Regions from separate parts of the Mus musculus genome. Here region 2 is linked to region 1. Evidence: chromatin contacts called from public promoter capture Hi-C data. All regions are on one chromosome and are shown on one strand. The core of a region is the stretch at or near the end of the contact, and the rest is flanking DNA. Distances in the headings are between cores, read along the strand shown. Region 1 holds the start of Hibadh (3-hydroxyisobutyrate dehydrogenase). Region 2 holds the start of Gars (glycyl-tRNA synthetase).

The links. Promoter capture Hi-C pulls out the DNA fragments that hold promoters and counts their contacts.
Region 2: a contact with region 1 is called in a promoter capture Hi-C map of liver, with 4 times the contacts expected there. The contact joins the promoter of Gars here to the promoter of Hibadh in region 1. A contact is called at or near these places in 4 of 39 promoter capture datasets (cranial neural crest, liver and pre-B cells).

Annotation. Positions count from the first base shown.
Region 1 is chr6:52,638,803-52,641,834 of GRCm38.p6, reverse strand. It overlaps Hibadh (3-hydroxyisobutyrate dehydrogenase), which reads left to right and starts at 1,535. Exons shown (of 8, transcript NM_145567.1): 1 at 1,535-1,674. The coding sequence starts at 1,587. It overlaps LOC115490472 (a small nucleolar RNA gene), which reads left to right and starts at 2,480; the gene lies at 2,480-2,601.
Region 2 is chr6:55,036,217-55,039,308 of GRCm38.p6, reverse strand. Gars (glycyl-tRNA synthetase) reads right to left here and starts at 1,308. Exons shown (of 17, transcript NM_180678.3): 1 at 1,076-1,308. The coding sequence starts at 1,267.

The sequences.
Region 1 (3,032 bases), core at 286-2,785:
AGCCCTGTGGGTGACTAGGAAGAGGCACTTTGCTTTTTAAAGGTCAAACTTGAATCCCTTGATTTTGCTTTTTAGGATGACTGCAGCACAAGGAAAATGAATTAAAACAAGACGAACACAGGTGTTTTTTGTCATTTTGTTTTGTTTTGCTTTTTTTTTTTTTTTTGAGGATGGAAGGTAGGCATCTTGGTTTTCTTATTGCTTGCCCTCCCCCTACCCCCCAAGCCCCATTCTTGCCTCTTGGCCTACTTTTCTTCAAAGGTTACAAGTCTTGTTTTAGTGTACTGAAGATAAAAATTCTCCAGTGGAAATTGAATACTTTGCGATTATCCTCAAGGAACAGATATTCAAATATGTATACTGTCTTACTTAGGGTTTCATTGCTGTGAAAAGACACTATAACCATGGCCACTCTTATAAAAACAAAACCATTTAATTGGGGCTGGCTTACAGTTGCAGTGACCTAGTCTATTGTCATCATGGTGGGGCACATAGCAGCATCCAGGCAGACGTGGCGCTAGAGTTGGTGCTGAGAGTTCTAGGTCTTGATCTGAAAGCAGCAGAAGGGGACTGTGTGCCACACTAGCTGTCGTTTGAGCATATGTAAGACCTCAAAGCTGGTCTCCACAGTGATGCCTTTCCTCCAACAAGGCCACACCTTCTCCAATAAAGTCACACCTCCTATGTGCCAAGCACTCAAACATATGAGTCTATGGGGGCCATGCTTATTTAAGCCACCAAATATACCAAATAGTCAAATAAGGAAAGATCAGCAAAATATCTGTTTTTATAATATACATATATACTACTTCCTGGGTTTAAATGTACCATTAGATTTTGGGTTCAAAAGATGCAGGTTGTAGAAAATTTTAAACATTGACGCATTTCTTGGAACTCAGTAAGTTCCTAGAAATTCTACTCTTCAAAGAGAACAGTGCTATTAAATTACTTCCCTACTACTTTTCAAATACGACTGGAAAAACCATTGAGTTGTATATCACATAGATTTCAGTTATTACACACATGGTAGATTCTGTGATTGTGTTTCAACAGACGCTGAAAATATATATGTTAACCCTGGGAGGTCCATGTATTTATTACTGAAGTTAAAAATGAGTCCCTATACTAGGAAACACAACATTTCTGCTCTTTCCTTTAATACTGCAGTAGCTGCGGTTCTTGTCTGGGAGGAAGAAAAACAATTAGCAGCCCAGTGAAGAGGCAGTTGCTCAGTGCAGGTGCTCGGAGGAGGCGGTAGTGAGCGACAGCCACCGCCTCCCACACACCCCTCAGCTTTTGGGTAAACAAGAATTCTCTCACCCAAAGGTTGTAAATTCAGCAGGAGCCGGAGGCAAGGCAGGGCGTCTATGGATTTCGGGATCCTGATTGGACTGTTCCCGACTCCGGCCACGCCTCTCAACACAGTGCTCCGCCCCGCGCTGGGCGGAGTCCAAGCCGAGCAAGGAGAGCGCGTGCGCGAGCTGTCCTTACGGAGGTGCGGGCCATCCCGGCTGCGCACACTCGTAGTTCACAGGCCGTGTGTGAGGCGGCGGAGGTCACGGCGCGGAGGCGGGGCGGGGGACAGCATGGCAGCCTCCTTGGGGTTCCGGGGAGCAGCCTCCGGCCTCTGGTACTGGAGCGGCCGGCGGCGGCCCGTGGGCAGCCTTGCAGCGGGTAAGGACCTCGCGCCCCATCTGCTCTTCTTCCTCTGGTCATCCGAGGAGGGCTTTTCGCCCGAAGGGCTGCGGTTGGTTTGAGGGTAAAAGCGACAATTGTGGTCGCCTCCTAGGCCTGGGCCCCCTTGTAACTGCCTCCTGAGCCGTCAGCCTTCCACTCCTGCCCTATGCCCGGCTCCAGATTGTTCAGCGTTTCCTCTGCGGGACCCAGGAACAGCTTGTGATGAAGGGAGGAATGTTTGGGTCCCTGGCGTGCGCTTTGGATTTGGGGCTCCTAGGACATTTGGAGGGCTCAGCTCCAGAGGTGACCCCACCGCACCCACCTCTGGGACCCCTGGCCTTCCAGCTCCCTGGCTTCACCCTAAGCGGGGGCTCCCTCAGACTTCAAGGCCTAATTTGTGTTTTAACTACTCTAGTCGGTGGCATGGCGGTATCCTAGAAATCCAGCAAAGTTTGTCACCCTTGACCAGCAAGCAGAGCGAACTCCATTATGAAATGGAGTTGTGCTGCCTCAAAGTGGTGGACTTTTGTCGAAATATTAACCACAATTCTTTGCCTCAAAGTTGTGTCTATAACCTAACCGACTACTATGCTGTGCTGCAAGTATGGAAAGTGACCAGGTTTTAAGCTTTTAGAGCGACATGAATATCTGAGAACTGCTTTTCACATGAGGATCTCCCAAGGCCTTAGAATGAGTAAATTGGGACTTCTCCAACAAGATCCAGGAAGTACCCCTTGTTTCTCCCTGACTCTTGGATTTTCTAGGACATCAAGACACCTCTTTAATTAAGAATTGGTTGAAATGGTCATTACCAAGGCTTTTAGAATGCAGTTTCTCATTTGCTGTGGACATGACCATAAAGAAAAATTCCCATGAGGGTTTTCATATGCTACTTGTCTAGCAGTTAACCTGTTGGGAACATGTGTTGAAAAAAAAAATTGGTTGATTTGTGGGAGATACCGAAGGATTTTTTTTTTTAAATGTAAAAGTTTATTTTAACAATGTGCTGGTTAGCACTATCATATACAGGACTAGCAAACAAAACACCGTTGCCTTTGCTTAGCATGCAGGAGGCTCTGGATTCAGGGTGCTTGTGTTCACTTGTTTTAATTTTTGTGTAAGAAATATGTTGGGAGTTGATTTCTGAGCAGCTCCCAGTCTTTGCCCTCAGGAAAAACTTATGAAATTTCTTTCTGCTTTGGAAGAGCATTTGTGTGCAATAGGTAGCAGATGACAGATAAGGAATTGTGATTAGCCAGATGCAAACACATGATTTTGGATATAATTTTTTTCTTTTTAAAAACACTTTGAAGGGAGCAGCAGTTTTCTTATCAGTGTACAACATTTTGAGATCT
Region 2 (3,092 bases), core at 59-2,558, 2.4 Mb before region 1:
ACTGCAGTTCCAGGCTAACGTGGCAGAGGGAGGGGTTTGCAGTGTGTGCTTTTTTTTTTCCCCCAAAATTAGATGTATTGTTCCAAAGGAAGGAGTTAGGTCACAACAAAACAACAAAGGAGTCACACATACATTTATGTGGGGAGTGGAAGGTGGATGGAGACTGAATGTACAGAACATACAATTAAAAAAAGAAAAAATAAAGCCCATAGTGAAAATCAAAATGAAAGCCTATTAACTGAGTCGGGCTCAAACTGGAGCAAAGTGGCAGAATTCCTCGAAGCTGCAGCACCTCAGCTCCAATGAATTATCCTTAAGACAGGATTCCACCCTCCTTAGCTAGACAAACGATTGCATCAGGCGCCAGAGCAGGCGCAACCCGACCGGTGTTTACAGCTAGTAGGTCATGGATGCCGGGCCCTACTGTAAGCTCTGGCTCTCACTGGGTGTGGGTATCATTCCAAATACTTTTCTCCTTTCCCTCTTAAGTCTGATCACCACCACTCAGTGCTACAGTAAAAAAAGGAGATCTGCATTAAATCCCCAGATTCTCCAGCTAAGAAACCTCCCTTCCCTTCCGCAAAATGACATTTTCAGGTGTTCCACCCTAAGAATGGATGACTTCACTGAGTGGCTCGGTCAGTCCATCTACAATTTCCAGCTTGATCCGAAAGCTCGCTGGTTCCAGACACTCTCTTCAGAAGGCAGAAAGATGACAGGAGAGGGATCATGAATTCGCATCAGTATTGGAGGGGGGTGGGGGGTCGACACCTCCCCATAGCCACGTTTCGACCGTGAGCCAGTCCTCAGGCTAAACACTGAAGCAAGGAAGATAAAGAGAAGGGAACGCTTCCCAAAGCATCCCCAAGACTAAAGAAAAGAAGCGCGCAGCATCAGCTTGCCGCTGAGCCGAGCCATCGGGGCGCTCAAAGAGGGAGGCGAAGCCTACGGCTGGATTCGGGGTACGCAGAGAGGGCACGAGGCCCAAGGATCACGGATGCCGACGCAGCGCGGGGACAGGGGAAGGACGGACAGGAGCGGGGTGCGGCGCGCGGCTGCGGGCGAGGGTCGGTACCTGCTGGCGCACGGCTAGCCGCAGTGGGGCCAGCAGCTCCTCCGCGCTGTCCATGCTGCTCCGGGAGGCGGCGGGCTGCGCGGGAGCGCTGAGGAGCCGCTGAGACGCGGACGCTGCGACCACTCGGGGCGGCGACAGGAGCGGCAGCGCGGCGCGGGTGGCTCTGAGCAGCGAGGGGAGCAGACAGGGCATGAGCACGCCGCCTAGGCGGTGCGCAGGGCGGCTACGGAAGCGGCGCGCGGCCCGCCCGGTGCATGATGAAATAGCGCAGCCAGGCCGCAGGCGCGCGCAGCCGCACTTCCCGCAGGCGCGCGCAGCCGCCGCGTCTGCAACCGCAGATTCGGCAGAGAACCCGGAAGGGCACCAACTTGCTCAAAAATGTGTGAAGAGGACGCTCCAGACAAATGCACAGAAGGACATGGCTTCTGAGAGTGCAGTCCTAACCTAGATGCCCGAGCACCTTTAGATCGTGGGCTTCTCTGTTGTCCCAGACGCTCGAATCGCCCCACTGGAACACCCATACTTCTGCTTCTTCCTCAGCCCATTGTTTAGAAGAGTATATAAAGTCACATAAAATCGGAACCTAGAGTTACTATAACTCTAGTGGGTCATGGTGATGCACATCCGTAATCCCAGCACTTGGGAAGACGAGGTAGGAGGATCGTGAGTTCAAGACCAGCCTAAAATACACAGTGAGCCTCTGTCTTTAAGAAACAAACAAACAACAACAGCAAAAACAAAAATATTGCTCAAGACCCAATGTTCCTCGGACTATTTATAGGAATCAGAGTTGCTGTTCTTCTCAGGGCATGCCAGTTAATTTGAAAGACAAGGTGTAGAGGCAAAGGAAAAGTGATTTTACTTGGATAACCACCTCATGGAGCAGTCAGGGGAACTCTAGCCTCAAAGCTCTTGCAGAAGTTATATAGGTTGGATGCTCCCAAACTTGTGGACACCTCACAGCCAGTCAGCCAGATGATGGGCCCAACCGGGAGATACCACCTTCCAGTTTCACAAATATCAAGAAGACCATCATTATCCTTGTGCTATTGTTGTGATTGGTTAGCTGGTTTTTTACACAGTGGACAGTCTAGAGGGCAATGAACCTGGCTCAAGGCCCTCTTTCAGAGAACCCAACTCCATGCAGTGAGAGACCACACGTTCTCAACTCCCAGAAATCTTTGATGCTGTTTTTTAGGGTGAAGAACCAGACACAAGGTAGTTACTAGTTTACCCAGTATCCCCAAGACAAAAGTTAAGCAAGAGGAGGTTTGTGACGCTCTTCATTTGCTTCCAAGTTGCTTTTACTGCCAATTTTAGGGATCACGCGTATTTTTATTAGCTTTACTGGATATAACACCTGGGGTGCTGTGGCAATCTTGGTGTTTTTCAGGAACTTGAAGGTGTAAACCAGTTTAAGTTCCTGGCCCTTTCCTGCAGCCTGCACAGATATCCAAGGGTGACCTTTTGAAATCTGGAGGCTTAAAATTTCACACTCAGAACATGCTATTGCCACCATTGTTTAGAAACATAGATCCAGTGAAGGGGTCCTGACAAAGATCGCTGATGCGTCCTTAGTCTTCACCTATAGTCACTTTTCTGACACCTCAGGCCACCCTGCTTCTTTATCTACAAATAACTCCAAACCCCAGTCTCCAGGAGTCAGGTCCGAAATTCGTTCTCATGGCTACATGCTTGGCAGTCTCATGCATATTTTCCCAGTGACTGGCATGATATGGGCCTGTTTGAGCAAGCCAGGAACAAGTCCAGACAGACCTTTACCCATGGTTTAGCAGCTTGCAGTGTGGGGAACCCATGGACTAATCCAGGCACAGACCAGACCCCTTGTCCCAGGGAATTGGCCCATTGCTGCTGACCTGCAAATTTCCCTTAGCAATGGAGAATGCTTCCTAGGCTTGGGAGACGGTTTACTCAGTGAGTAAATTTGGTGTAAGTAGCTGGGTGCTTCATTTCTTCTCTCTGGTTTGGAATTGGTGGTGAAAGTCTTAGTCCCAGA